2 separate regions of the Mus musculus genome follow, and region 1 is linked to region 2. A link is a contact called in public HiChIP or PLAC-seq data. All regions are on one chromosome and are shown on one strand. The core of a region is the stretch at or near the end of the contact, and the rest is flanking DNA. Distances in the headings are between cores, read along the strand shown.

The links. HiChIP or PLAC-seq counts read pairs in DNA pulled down with a chosen protein or histone mark.
Region 1: an H3K27ac HiChIP or PLAC-seq map of thymic regulatory T cells shows a contact between it and region 2, with 4 times the contacts expected there. The contact joins two enhancer-like sites. A contact is called at or near these places in 1 of 484 Hi-C or Micro-C datasets (spermatogonial stem cells) and 1 of 115 datasets of contacts at active chromatin or transcription factors (thymic regulatory T cells).

Annotation. Positions count from the first base shown.
Region 1 is chr4:16,066,757-16,073,180 of GRCm38.p6, reverse strand. No RefSeq gene overlaps it. Among named protein-coding and RNA genes, the nearest start is that of Osgin2, 56 kb to the right of the region's middle. Within about 2 kb of position 1,765, at least 33 of the 459 cell types and tissues checked have an H3K27ac peak or open chromatin away from gene starts, as enhancers often do. A contact at or near this core is called in thymic regulatory T cells, where this site is marked.
Region 2 is chr4:15,296,509-15,303,845 of GRCm38.p6, reverse strand. The region is part of intron 1 of Gm29883 (a long non-coding RNA gene); the gene reads right to left. Among named protein-coding and RNA genes, the nearest start is that of Gm29883, 11 kb to the right of the region's middle. Within about 2 kb of position 3,650, at least 54 of the 459 cell types and tissues checked have an H3K27ac peak or open chromatin away from gene starts, as enhancers often do. A contact at or near this core is called in thymic regulatory T cells, where this site is marked.

The sequences.
Region 1 (6,424 bases), core at 516-3,015, 770 kb before region 2:
GGTATGGTTTTACACATCCACTTTCTGCCATGAAATAAATGCCTTAACACCATGGATTGGCTCTTTTCATCGGGATCTGCTGTGGGGACCCATGGAGAAGGCCTTGACCTATAAAGCCACTGTCTAATCTCACGTAGAAGGCCTCTCTGCTCTCTTAGCCACAACTACCACCAAGGCCAAGCCTGCTGCCTCTGTCAAGCCAAGTACTCTCCCCTTGGAACCAGCCGAAGCTACCCCTTCCCCCCGACCCCAGGCTAGATCCTGCCTACAGGCCCCCACTCTGTTCTCTGCTCTTCTCAGGCTCCCAGGGATGCCTGCGTGTCCAAGAGCCTGAGAACCAGATGGCCCCGGCCTCATCGCTGGCCTGGGGACCCCTGAACCAGCTCTGCCATGGTGCTTGTTCCTCCTCCCCAACGTCCATGTCCTGTGGCAGAGCAGACACAGGACCCACAACGCCACAGGTTCCCACCCTCCCCCTGTTCCCTGGTTTGGGGATTCTCCTCCCCCCAACCACCAAGACCATGAGCCTAAAGGCTTCAAATACATACCCAAGAAAAAGATTTGTTCCCAAACTTACTTAAACTTTATTTTCTGTCTCTAATATGTATGTATTTCAGTTTCTTGCAAAGTCCAGGCATTTTCTCAAAATCTGCTCTACCTTCACAGACACTTCTACTGCACCTGCACTTTCCTAGCCTCAGATGATTCCACAGACCCTGGGCAGCAATGAAACAGCCAGCTCTCCCGCGACTTGACCAACAGCCCGTTCCCAGTTTTCTTAGGTTCCCAAAAGACACAGTGATCACCCCAACGTCAGCAGGAAGTAATTAAAGAACACGACGACCCCATTTCTGCCCCACCATCCCTTCTTTCTAGTTCCTCATTTTTAAATTAAACTCAAATAGAGGAATGTTGGCATTTCGTCTAGGCTCTGCCTAACAGTTACCTAGCAACAGCCAGGTAGGAGCCTGCTCACTATAAGAAGGGCTGTTTGGCTTCCATCTGTGTGTCTCTATCTCAGTCTCTTTCTGTCTTTCTGTCTCTCTCCCTATGTTATCTTTCACTTCCTCTCTCTTCCTCTCTCTTTCCATCTACTCTTTCTCCTTCCCTCTCTCTCTCTTCCCCACATGTCCCTAGCCGGCCTCTTCCCTTCTTTTTTTCTTCCCCTCTCCTCTCCCTCTCTGTCCTTTTCTGTCCCCCTCCCTTCTCAGTCTCTATCCCCTTCTCCAGGTCCCAAATAAACTTCCTTTATACTAGGCATGTGCACGGCTTAACTGTTCAGGGCTACACCTTGGCAGGGCCCGCTGAGATAAAACACAACAGTAACTGATACTCAAAATTGTTTCGAGGAGTTAACGGTTCATACTGCTATAAAGCTGTGAGTGCTGGGCCCTGGGACTGGCTTGCAAGAAAAAATGGAAGAGTTTGGAGGTATGGGCTAGAGAAACTTTAACAGACTCTAAGCAGAGCTTAATAGGAAATCCCAGTGGGTCTTTGGAAGACCACAGTGCTGGTGGGAATATGAAGAGTGTAGACTGCACTGGTGAGGTTTCAGATGAGAATGACGGCCCTCTGGGAAAGTAATGACCACTTGTTCTACATACTGAGAAAGAAAGCTATTCATTCTTTTGGTTTGGGTTTTGGTTTTGGTTTTGGTTTTGGTTTTGGTTTTGCTTCACAGAGGATCACAGCTAAAAGAACCCTCAGTCTGAGTAGAGACATGGAACTTGAGACTTTTGAATCATGTTAAGACTGCTGGGGCCCTTGAAGCTGCACCCGATGTACTTTGCATGGGATGACACTGAGCTCAGGGGTGCCTGTGGCAACATGGTATAGGGTGAGTCATAAATACCTTCCACATGCTCTCAGCATCTGTAATTATTTCAAAGACTGGGAACCCAGTAGAAGGTGGAGAAAATGGGTAACTGGGGACAGGGCTTTGAAGGTTATACCTGTTTCTGGTACAGGCTGCTATTTCTGCTTCTTGGTCTGCTTCATAAAAGAAAACTCTTACAACATGCCCCACTGAGCCTTCCCTGCTATGATCTGCTGAGATGCCCTGACACAGTGAGCCAGAACAAATCATTCTCTCAGTCATTGCTTCTGCCATGTATTTTGTCTCAGTAAACAGAAAAGTAGCTAATACTTTAATGAGATAATATTTAAACTGAGTTTTAAAAGGTATGATGCGGGGGGAGGGGGCACTGGAAAGATGGTTCAGTGGTTAAGCATACTGACTGCTCTTCCAGACATCCTGAGTTCAATTCCCAGCAATCACGTGGTGGCTCGCAACCATTGGCAATGGGATCTGATGCCCTCTTCTGGTATATCTGAAGAGAGCAACAGTGAACTCATTATATAGAACAGATAAATAAATCTTTAAAAAATCTGAGACTGCCCACCTGGGGATCCATTCCATATACAGTCACCAAACACAGATGCTATTGCAGATCCCGTAAAGTGCTTGCTCACAGGAGCCTGATATGGCTGTCTCCTGAGAGGCTCTACCAGAGCCTGACAAATACTGAGGTGGATGCTCGCAGCCAACTATTGGACTGAGTGCAGGGTCCCCGATGGAGGAGTTGGAGAAGGGACTGAAGAAGCTGAGGGGGTTTGCAGCCTCATGGAGGGAGCAACAGTGTCAACTGGCCAGATGCCCTGGAGCTCCTGGGGATTGGACCAAAGAGTACACATGGAGGGACCCATGGCTTTGACTGCATATGTGACAGAGGATGGCCTTGTTGGACATCAGTGGGAGGATCAGCCCTTGGGTTTGAGGGGGTTAGGTGCCCCAGTATAGGGGAATGACAGGACAGGAAGGCAGGAGTGGGTGGGTAGGTGGGGGAGCACCCTCATAGAGGTAGGGGGAGGGGAGCAGATAGGGAGTTTCTGGAGGGGAGACCTGGAAAAGGGATAACATTTAAAATGTAAATAAAAAAATATACAATAAAAATATCTGTATTTTTTTAAGGTATGACAGGGAGGAAGGACCCTAAGGAAAAGGAAAAGTGAGGGTACCAATATATACAACACGTAAAAATATATAGAAATCAAAACTATAAAAATGAGATAAAAGAAGATCATTACATAATGATAAAGGAGTATATCTGGAAGAATAATGTTATGAATGCATATATGCTCAACATCAGTGCAACTAAGCACATAATATAAATATTGGAATATCAGGAAGGAGGTATACATTTTATTATACTAATAATAGGAGACACTGGGTATATCATCCGGATAGAGAAACTAGAAGGAAACATCAGACTGAAGCTATACTTTAAAATGAAAGGACCTAACAGGCCTATACAGACTGTTCTATTCATCAATAGCAGAATATACATTCTTAATGCACATGAAACATTCTACAGTGTAGATCTTGTTATGGTACAAAACATCTCAACAAATTTTAAAAGCTTAAGTCAATAAATTTCAATCAAAGTACCCTTTTACAATCAGAAAGCTATTAAACTAGAAATTTAAAGCAGGAGGAAAAAATGTATGAGATCTCAGGATGTAGTTCTGGAACGCAAGATTTCTGTCTCCCTCAAAACCTTCTATTGTGTAAAACAAAATGAAATAAGATTAAAAATAATTGAATGCAAAGTATATACAAGCCATACTGCTTTTAAATGCATCCATATTATTGTCACTAGAGGGAGCTCAATGTTTAATTTGTATTCTAAAGGCATGCAGCACATTGGTGATCAAAACTGCAGTTTGTATTCCAGTGCAATGTGTGTAAGAGGCTTCCAAAAATATATATAGTTATTTTCCTCAGAAAATAAAAGTGACTGAATTTAATAGTTCAGCTGCTTGTTGTGTTGGAGAAGTGTAAATGCCTTGATCTCTGTGGCGCCAGTGTCAAAATGACACAAACATGTCTTTGGATGTTCAAAGAGGTTGGCACTCTTTGCAGCAGTCACAAAATGAACAGAGGAATGGGTAAAGATCAGAGCATTGTGCAGAGCAGACAGGACAGTGACAACAGAGACAAGAGCTGGCCTGGGGTGAGCCTCCACCTTATGTCTGTATTGACATTATATGCGAACCATTCATAAACATACCACTTGAGAAAAACAAGCTAAAACCAAACAACAGAAAATCAAGGGAAATATCTGTTCGTCACCACCATTTCTACCCACAAGTTAGTAACCTTTAGACTGGAGCTGTGCTTTAAAAAGGATTAGTTGAGACATTTACAAAAAAACAAACAAACAAACAAACAAACAACAACAAACCTTTGTTAATTCGTGGAACTAAGGTGTTTTGAAAAGTACAGGGGTATTCCAGGTCTCATAAGGAGAACTTAGCTGAACGAGCCTGTAGTGAAAATTAAGAAGATAAAAGCATTGCGTATACAACCTTGAGGCCTAATGCTTAGGGGAGATACAAAGCATAAGAAAGTAACAGCCATCTCCAGGTGTGGCACCTACTTCTTATGGGGAGAGCCAGGAAACACTGTTGCTAATTTGGGTATCCTAATAGAAATGTGGACAAAGATAAAATGACAGGTTCTTGACTCTGGCAGTCACTTGGAACAGGTTATCCACCTCTTACCTACACAAATATGCTTTTGTCCTCTCTAGTCCCTCTGTTTTCCTGGACACTTGTGGGCAGGAGTGCTCACCCACCGGGACAATAATATTTACACAGTGTTGAGCAAACTTGTCCTGGTCTACAGGGAGTCCCACCACACATTAAGGTAGCCTCATCTCTTACAGAATGGCTCTAATTCTGTCAGTGACTGGATATTCTGCTGTAGAAATTAACCTTTTATTCTAATTCTTTTCTTTGGCAGAGAAGCTTGAGAAGTATTTTCTTCTCAGGAAAGGTGATATTGAACTTGAGAACAGGCATCGTGTCTTGCACAGCTCCGTCCTGCTCCTGCATGAAACTCCCTCCCGCAGACTTTCTTTGTAGCCAACACATATAGGCTTCTTCATATTTTCATTAAAATTAATTTTTTTTGGTATACAACATTGTAGAAATTCAGAGAATTCACACAGTCTTAAGAGACTTTCATGGACTTTAAAGAGAACTATATTTTAGCGTCAGCATGTTGAACTTTGACCCTTGCAATTTTGATATCCTTTAGTTACCATACATACAGCATCTTTGTGTCTTGTCTTCTATCTACCCTTTTTGATTTACTTGAATCTTCTGCAATAGAGTTAAGGGTTCTGATTTTTCTCTCATCTTTCCTTTTAACCTTTGGAAAAATCTAGTCATGCTTATCTTGGAATGAAATCTTATTTTACCAAACAAAACCCTTCAGTCTTAAAAAAGTATTTTCTTTTCTTTTTAATTTGCCTTACCGAAAAAACCCAAAATGCATCTGCTTATATTCCTTTTTTTAATTTTTTATTAATTTTATTTATTTTTTGTTTTTTTGTTTTTTTGTTTTTGTTTTTGTTTTTGTTTTCAAGACAGCGTTTCTCTGTATAACCCTGGCTATCCTGGAACTCACTCTGTAAACCAGGCTGGCCTCAAACTCAGAAATCTCTCCTGCCTCTGCCTCCCAAGTGCTGGGATTCAAGGCGTGTGCCACCACTGCCCAGCTTTATATTCTTATATTGTCTCCTCTATCTATCTTTCCTACACAGTTGTTTCTTTTTGTTTTATTTCTCCCCTTAATGTAATGAGACACAGTAATAAAATAAATAAGTTTATCAACTTCCTGAACAAGAGTTGAATCCAAATCCTACTTATGACACCATGCCAAGAGTTAAGATTCCCTGGCCACACACTGCTAAGTTATAAGGTTCTTCTCTATTATCTTCCCAGCCAGGCTTCTTTGCTGCTTGAAGGTTTTTTATTTTTTTATTAATTTTCTATGAATTTTATATCATGCACCCCAGTCCCCCTCATCTGCCAGTCCCTTCATATCTGTTCTCTGCCCTTGCAAAACGCCCCCCAAAGAAAATAAAGAACAAAAATAAAATAAAATAAAACAAAATGAACAAAACAAACAAAATCTCACTGAGGAGGCTGAAATGTGTCACAGCGTGCTGCACAGGATACTCTTTGGTCCACACATCTTTACTTGTAAATGTTCTTTGCAGTGAATCATTGGTCTGGTTTGAGGCCTCTGGCTTCTGCTACCCTATCAAAACTGGATCATCATTGGGACACCTCTTGAATATCCTGTCATTGCCATCTATCATGGAGGTCCTGCAATTTTGGACCAGCCCCTTCAAATGTTCTTGCAGTTCATAGATGAGGTAAGATGTTGGGTTGGGCAACTCAAAGCCCTGCATCTGGACCTGGGCAGTAGCTGAGTTGGTACAGCAAGCAACCAAATGCCACAGCAAGCAAGAGTCAGGGCCAGCTCTCCTACTCTCACACCCTTGGGGACCAGCTCACTTGTGCCCATGCTACCAGAGTTAGCTCTAATGTACTTACTTCCCAGGTGAGATGT
Region 2 (7,337 bases), core at 2,401-4,900:
CAATCCAGCAATCCAGCAATCCAGCAATCCAGCAATCCAGCAATAGCAAAAGCAGCAAATGCAACAGAAGATCTAGAAGTAGCAGGGATGACCAGCATGAGCAGAAATGGCCACAGACCCCTCAGGGCTCTCACATTTATACCCTTTTAAGAGTTCCCAGAATTCCAAACATAAACTATCTGTAGCTGGCAAAAATCACACTCCTCCTAGACTATGAGACAAGTCATAATTAGCAGGTATGGAAAATCTGAAGCAGCCCCATATCCCACACCTAGGATTAAAACAATAACATAACACAACTGGGTTCTTAAGGAAACCATAATTCTCACTATAGCTCTTTGCCCACCCCCCCCCACTGTCATTATTTATGCTGAAATGTAAAAATAAGTTCATGGACTTGAAGAAATGGATATTAAATGTTGAGCAAAGTTTATCTAAATTATTCTAGATATGTGAGACAATATTCAGCTCATCTTGGCACAGTTTCCTCCAGGAACATTATCATCCTGTTGTCAACTTAATTGCAAAGACATACTTGGTATATGTACTGGCTAGTTTTGTGTCAACTTGACACAGCTGGAGTTATCACAGAGAAAGGAGCTTCAGTTGAGGAAATGCCTCCATGAGATCCAACTGTAAGGCATTTTCTCAATTAGTGATCAAGGGGGAAAGGCCCCTTGTGGGTGGGACCATCTCTGGGCTGGTGGTCTTGGTTCTATAAGAGAGCAGGCTGAGCAAGCCAGGGGAAGCAAGCCAGTAAAGAACATCCCTCCATGGCCTCTGCATCAGCTCCTGCTTCCTAACTTGCTTGAGTTCCAGTCCTGACTTCCTTTGGTGATCAACAGCAACATGGAAGTGTAAGCCGAATAAACCCTTTCCTCCCCAACTGCTTCTTGATCATGATGTTTGTGCAGGAATAGAAGCCCTGACTAAGACAGTATGCTAAAATCTTTGAAAATTAAAAAGAGTGCTTTAAATATGCAGAAATAAAACAGGAAGGAACAAAATCTAGTTTTTAATTTTTTTTTTTGAATTCTTTTAGCAGAGGGCATTTGCCTAGTTGTTGTGAGGTTCAGGGTTAAATCACAAAAAGAAGGAAAAATCACTGACATATTTTGTATTAATAATACATGTCACTTAGTCAAATTCAGAAATCATTGAAGCAATGATTGTTTGGAATTCATTAAAACGATGTGAACTTCAGTTCCATTGAAAGTGCTCAAGGTTTTAAAATACTGTTTAGTGAGATACTGTTCTTATGATAAGTGGTGTATTTTCCCTTCATTTTGAAAAATCTGTTCTCATGTCTGATGTAAATTACCTGTTCATGAACTATGAAAATGTCTGGCATGAAAGTAAATTTTCAAAAATAAGCATTTAACCTGAAAAACACAAGCCCATTTTTGTCTTTTCTTGTGTATGATGTGTCATGTGCACATATATGTATATGCATTTTACTCCATGAAAGATAAGACTAGCAACTGTGCACAAGCTACTGGCAAGGAAAGGTTTTGCCCAGGCGACTTCTTTTGCTCTGCACAATTGTAGCTATAAATGTCATTAAAGTAACTGACCACATGGCTAACCCTACTCTACGCTTCTCACAAAGTGAGTCGGTTAAGGAGCACAGAGCCAGGGAGCTATCAGGGCCAAGTCTGCTCAGTGAAGCCTCAAGTCCTCAATTAATAATAAAGCTGAGCTAGAACACTTCCTGCTGGACTGACAGGCCCCCTAAGAGTTCTGTCTTCTGACACCAACTCTCCCTGGAGCTCTCTGGACAGTCGTGGGTAGAAGTTAAGGGAGAGCATGTTACACCATGGACTGAAATAGATCCCTTGGCATCTAGTCACTAAAAAAGTCTGTGATGGCTTCTTGCTGACGTGGTACCGGGCACGAATTCCTACAGCCCTGGGAAGTTGTTTCCACATCTACTAAGTTTTTTATATCCATCTGTTAATGTGGTGCTGGCAGTAATGTGCTGCTTCTCTTTATCTTTAGAATGTCAAGCTACTCTAATTTAATGTGTATAATATAATAGCAAGCATGTAGTATTATTACACCGATGTACCTGTTTGGTGTCTTTAATACACACATCACTTAGAATTTGAAAACTAAGACTGCTTTCTGAAAGGAAAATCTAAGTGGCCTCCTATGTATTGGACCTTAAGAAAATTCTCACAGGTCTTTTCCTGATCGCTGGGATGGTTGGCAGATGAGACTGGCTCCTTCTCCCTTTTATGTATGTAATAAAGCAAATGGTTGCCTGTTTGTAACTCCAGGAAGCTGCTAATGGGCCTCCCGAGAAACAGTTAATTCCCAAACCTCCTTTAAAGGCTGAGCCTATTTATATGCGCATTTAGAACCTGCTAAGAGTTTATCTTTGCTGTTCCAGCTACCTTTGCAGGAAGGTAATTTAGGAATGGACACAGAAGGGTCAGCCCCCACAGCCTGAGGGCCTTATGCACCTACCTCAGAGAAGCTGGCAAACCCAGCACTGGTCCTTTCCCCTCCACTACCAAGTCCTATGTTTACAGTTCTTTAGAAGCCTGGAGCAGATGATAATTCTTTGCATTCCCACTACCCACTTCTAACTGACGTGAAAATGTTGGGGGTTGTCAGAACTAGACCTGCGCTCTTTCCATCCTCCGGGTGATCCATCTAATTCAAAGGCTCTCGGGGTTTGGGTTCTTAACGTCTATACCTCTAAGGTTTCATTCTAACTGTCTGACTCTTATAGCCAATGCCTACTAACCTCTCTTGGATGTCTAACAGACGTCTTCATTCTAACCTGTCTGAAGCAGAGCTGTTTCACTCTGCTCCCCACCTCATTCCTGCCGTCCTTACTGAATTGTGAGCACCCACTCAGTTCTTCAAGCCTGAAGCAAAAGCGGACGTCATCCTCAGTCACTCTTTTCCAGTACGCCATGTCCAGTTTGTTAAAGGTTCTCTCACTGCGAACTGTGGACTTTGGAATTCCTCTTTGCCATACCTGCTGCCTTTGTGCTCTTGTCTAGACACACTGAAGATAGCCTTCAAACTGGTTCCCAGACATTTCTGGTCTCCTTGTAATCCATCCATTCTCCACAGTCAACCAGGCTGACTTCAGCAAACAAGGTTTTCAGATTGGCAATGAAGTTGGACCAACAGTGAGAGAGGTATGGTTTTCTGAGCCATTTCAAGCATGATAAACCCATCCTAGATCCCTGAGACTGTCAGTCCTTCCTCTGTCTTTAAATCCAGAGTAAACACTAGCACGTTATTATCATTTAGAACAAAGAGCCAGTTCACATTTTCCAGTCATCTTAATAGTGTCTTTCATGACAAAGATTATATCTAGGGCCACATACTGTATTTAGATGTCATGCTACTCAGCTGTCATATGTCTTTAGGATCCTTCGAGGTGCAATGGTTTCTATTTTTCTTTTAATGTCAAGCTTGGCAATTTTAAGATTACTGGCTCTTTATTTTCTATTACTATCTCAGCTTGTGCCTTGTATTTCCTCATGAAAATATTCATATTCTATGTTGTTAGTAAAAATTCCACGAAGTAATGCCTTTTTACCCCTGCCCCCTTCTCATTGCATCATATATGGTTTTATCACTTCTTCCAAGAAGCAGAAGGCAAGGCAGATTAGAGATAATGATAGGTTTGTTATGCACACATTTGCAAAGGATGGGGTGGGGTGCGCAGAGCAGGAAGGAGTAGGCAGGGGTAAGAACACAAGATCTATAAAAAGGAAGAAGAAGCAGAGTGCAGTGGAGTTCTGGGAAAGTGTCAGAGGCTGCTGGGGCATCTCCAAGGAGAGCTGCCTGATAAAGGAAGAAATGAAGCAGGAATGGACAGCCTCCATGCAGTTCCCTCAGCATGCTCAGCATTGGGTTGGCCCATCCAGGGAAAACAACGACCTCAGTATTCAAGGGGACAGACTGATGTGTCAACCATTTCCTTCCTTCACAACACGCTCTGTTTCCAGGGCACATTCATGGTCACCACACATGATTTCTTGTGACGTTTACTTGGTCAGCTGTGGTAACAGCTCGGTTTCTCAAGTATTGGATTGGTGGCTGCAGAAAAGTAAGCTGTGATTATCATTTTGCTCTTCAATTGTCCGAGATGAGATGCTGACTGCTGTGTCTTTCTGAAGGGTCTTTACCATTCTTTTATGCTTCTTTCCTATCAGTACCAAACAGGTCCAGACTCCACTTGGTCTTTCCTTGCCCCAGTCAAGGAAAACCACCAGTTCCTTTTAGTTGAATGGCATGTTGAAACCAGCATCTGCGTATTAGATGACACTATTGCTATTGAAGTATCTTTACTCCCAGGCCCTCCCAATGAGCTTAAACAAAATATATTTATCTATCTATCTATCTATCTATCTATCTATCTATCTATCTATCTATCTATCTATCTATCTGTTGCACATGTTTAAAAACTAATAAGATTAAAATTCTAAACCGGTACCAACTGGTTCACTCTAAGTTTCCTCCTTTTCATGTTTGTAACTCCTTTCTTTCATAATGAGAAACAGGATATCCTTTTGTACTCCATGTATTTCATCCCAATTGCATTAAAAACAATCATGCGACGTCACTCAGCCCCCCACCAATGCTGTGCTCCTTCTTGAACAGCTCCCTGAACTCAACTGTAAATCATTTAGAAGCACAGGTTTCTGAGACAACTCATGTCACTGCTGCAACCAACAGTCAAATGGTGTTACCAAAATAGGATTTAACACTAGCATTCACACAAACAAACAAAAATTAAGAAAAATAATAACTAGATATATGCCCAGGAGAGGTATTGCTGGATCCTCCGGTAGTACTATGTCCAATTTTCTGAGGAACCGCCAGACTGATTTCCAGAGTGGTTGTACAAGCCTGCACTCCCACCAACAATGGAGGAGTGTTCCTCTTTCTCCACATCCACGCCAGCATCTGCTGTCACCTGAATTTTTGATCTTAGACATTCTGACTGGTGTGAGGTGGAATCTCAGGGTTGTTTTGATTTGCATTTCCCTGATGATTAAGGATGTTGAACATTTTTTCAGGTGCTTCTCTGCCATTCGGTATTCCTCAGGTGAGAATTCTTTGTTCAGTTCTGAGCCCCATTTTTTAATGGGGTTATTTGATTTTCTGAAGTCCACCTTCTTGAGTTCTTTATATATGTTGGATATTAGTATCCTATCTACCGGAGGATCCAGCAATACCTCTCCTGGGCATATATCCAGAAGATGCCCCAACTGGTAAGAAGGACACATGCTCCACTATGTTCATAGCAGCCTTATTTATAATAGCCAGAAGCTGGAAAGAACCTAGATGCCCCTCAACAGAGGAATGGATACAGAAAATGTGGTACATCTACACAATGGAGTACTACTCAGCTATTAAAAAGAATGAATTTATGAAATTCCTAGCCAAATGGATGGACCTGGAGGGCATCATCCTGAGTGAGGTAACACATTCACAAAGAAACTCACACAATATGTACTCACTGATAAGTGGATATTAGCCCCAAACCTAGGATACCCAAGATATAAGATATAATTTGCTAAACACATGAAACTCAAGAAGAATGAAGACTGAAGTGTGGACACTATGCCCCTCCTTAGATTTGGGAACAAAACACCCATGGAAGGAGTTACAGAGACAAAGTTTGGAGCTGAGATGAAAGGATGGACCATGTAGAGACTGCCATATCCAGGGATCCACCCCATAATCAGCATCCAAACGCTGACACCATTGCATACACTAGAAAGATTTTATCGAAAGGACCAGATGTAGCTGTCTCTTGTGAGACTATGCCGGGGCCTAGCAAACACAGAAGTGGATGCTCACAGTCAGCTAATGGATGGATCATAGGGCTCCCAATGGAGGAGCTAGAGAAAGTAGCCAAGGAGCTAAAGGGATCTGTAACCCTATAGGTGGAACAACATTATGAACTAACCAGTACCCCGGAGCTCTTGACTCTAGCTGCATATATATCAAAAGATGGCCTAGTCGGCCATCACTGGAAAGAGAGGCCCATTGGACATGCAAACTTTATATGCCCCAGTACAGGGGAACACCAGGGCCAAAAAGGGGGAGTGGGTGGGCAGGGGAGTAGGGGTGGGTGGATATGGGGGACTTTTGGTATAGCATTGGAAATGTAAATGAGCTAAATACCTAATAAAAAAATGGAGAAAAAAAAAAGAAAAATAATAACTAAAAAAAATGCCAGATAGGAAAAGAGACATGGAAGATATCTGTTGTCTGAAATATTTAGTACATGATGGTATAGCATCCTAGAGTGTTATTCTAGAAACAGGATTTTAAGCAGGGAAAAGAAGAGAGAAAGACAAACCAAGAATGACAGAAGTGCTAAATAGAGAATTCAAAGAATATAATTACTATTGAGATTGTAACAGGAGACGCTTTTCAAGACATTAAAGAGAATCCAGGTGAGACTTCATCTTGTTAGAGAAATAAGAAAATAGCTGGGCCTGGTGGCGCACACCTTTAATCCCAGCACTTGTGAGGCAGAGGCAAGCGGATTTCTGAGTTCGAGGCCAGCCTGGTCTACAAAGTGAGTTCCAGGGCAGCCAGGGCTACACAGAGAAACCCTTTCTCAAAACAAAACAAAACAAAACAAAACAAAACAAAACATAATAATAATAATAATAATAATAATCAGAGGCCAAGATTAAGCCATGTTGAGCGAGTCAGCTTGAACCCTTCATCCCAGCACCTAGTGGAGGGAGCATCCCTGGGAGTTTGAGATCAGTCTGGTCTACATATTAAGTTACAGATCAGCAAGAGAACTGTCTCAAACACACACACACACACACACACACACACACACACACACACACACACACACACAGAGACAAACCATGATCAAAATGTATGAAGTTTTCAAAAATAAATAAACACATAAAAAAGAGCTTTCAGACAGAAGTAGCTAAGTATTTAGGTTAAGTATCATGAAGCTGAAAGATGAATAAAAACTCTACAACTACAATCTATATAGTTACCAATGTGAAACTAGTAATTATAAATATTCATAGAAACACAAGGAATACTACTAATTACTAGATAGGATAAAACAAACCAATAATAAGAATGCTTCTCATTTAATTAATGGTGAAGAATTCAGAACACGGAGCATTGCCAAAGATCCTGAGAGTATGTCTTGCTTCTTAAATAGGGGCTTGGAGATATGGGTCTATTGTTAAATCACTTGATGCCTAAATGAGGACCACAGTTTAGATCCCCAGAACCCATGTAACTACCAGGTGGCAATTGTGGCTTATAATTCCTTTTGGCTTAAAACATATAACAAAAGGCTTATAATTTTAAAA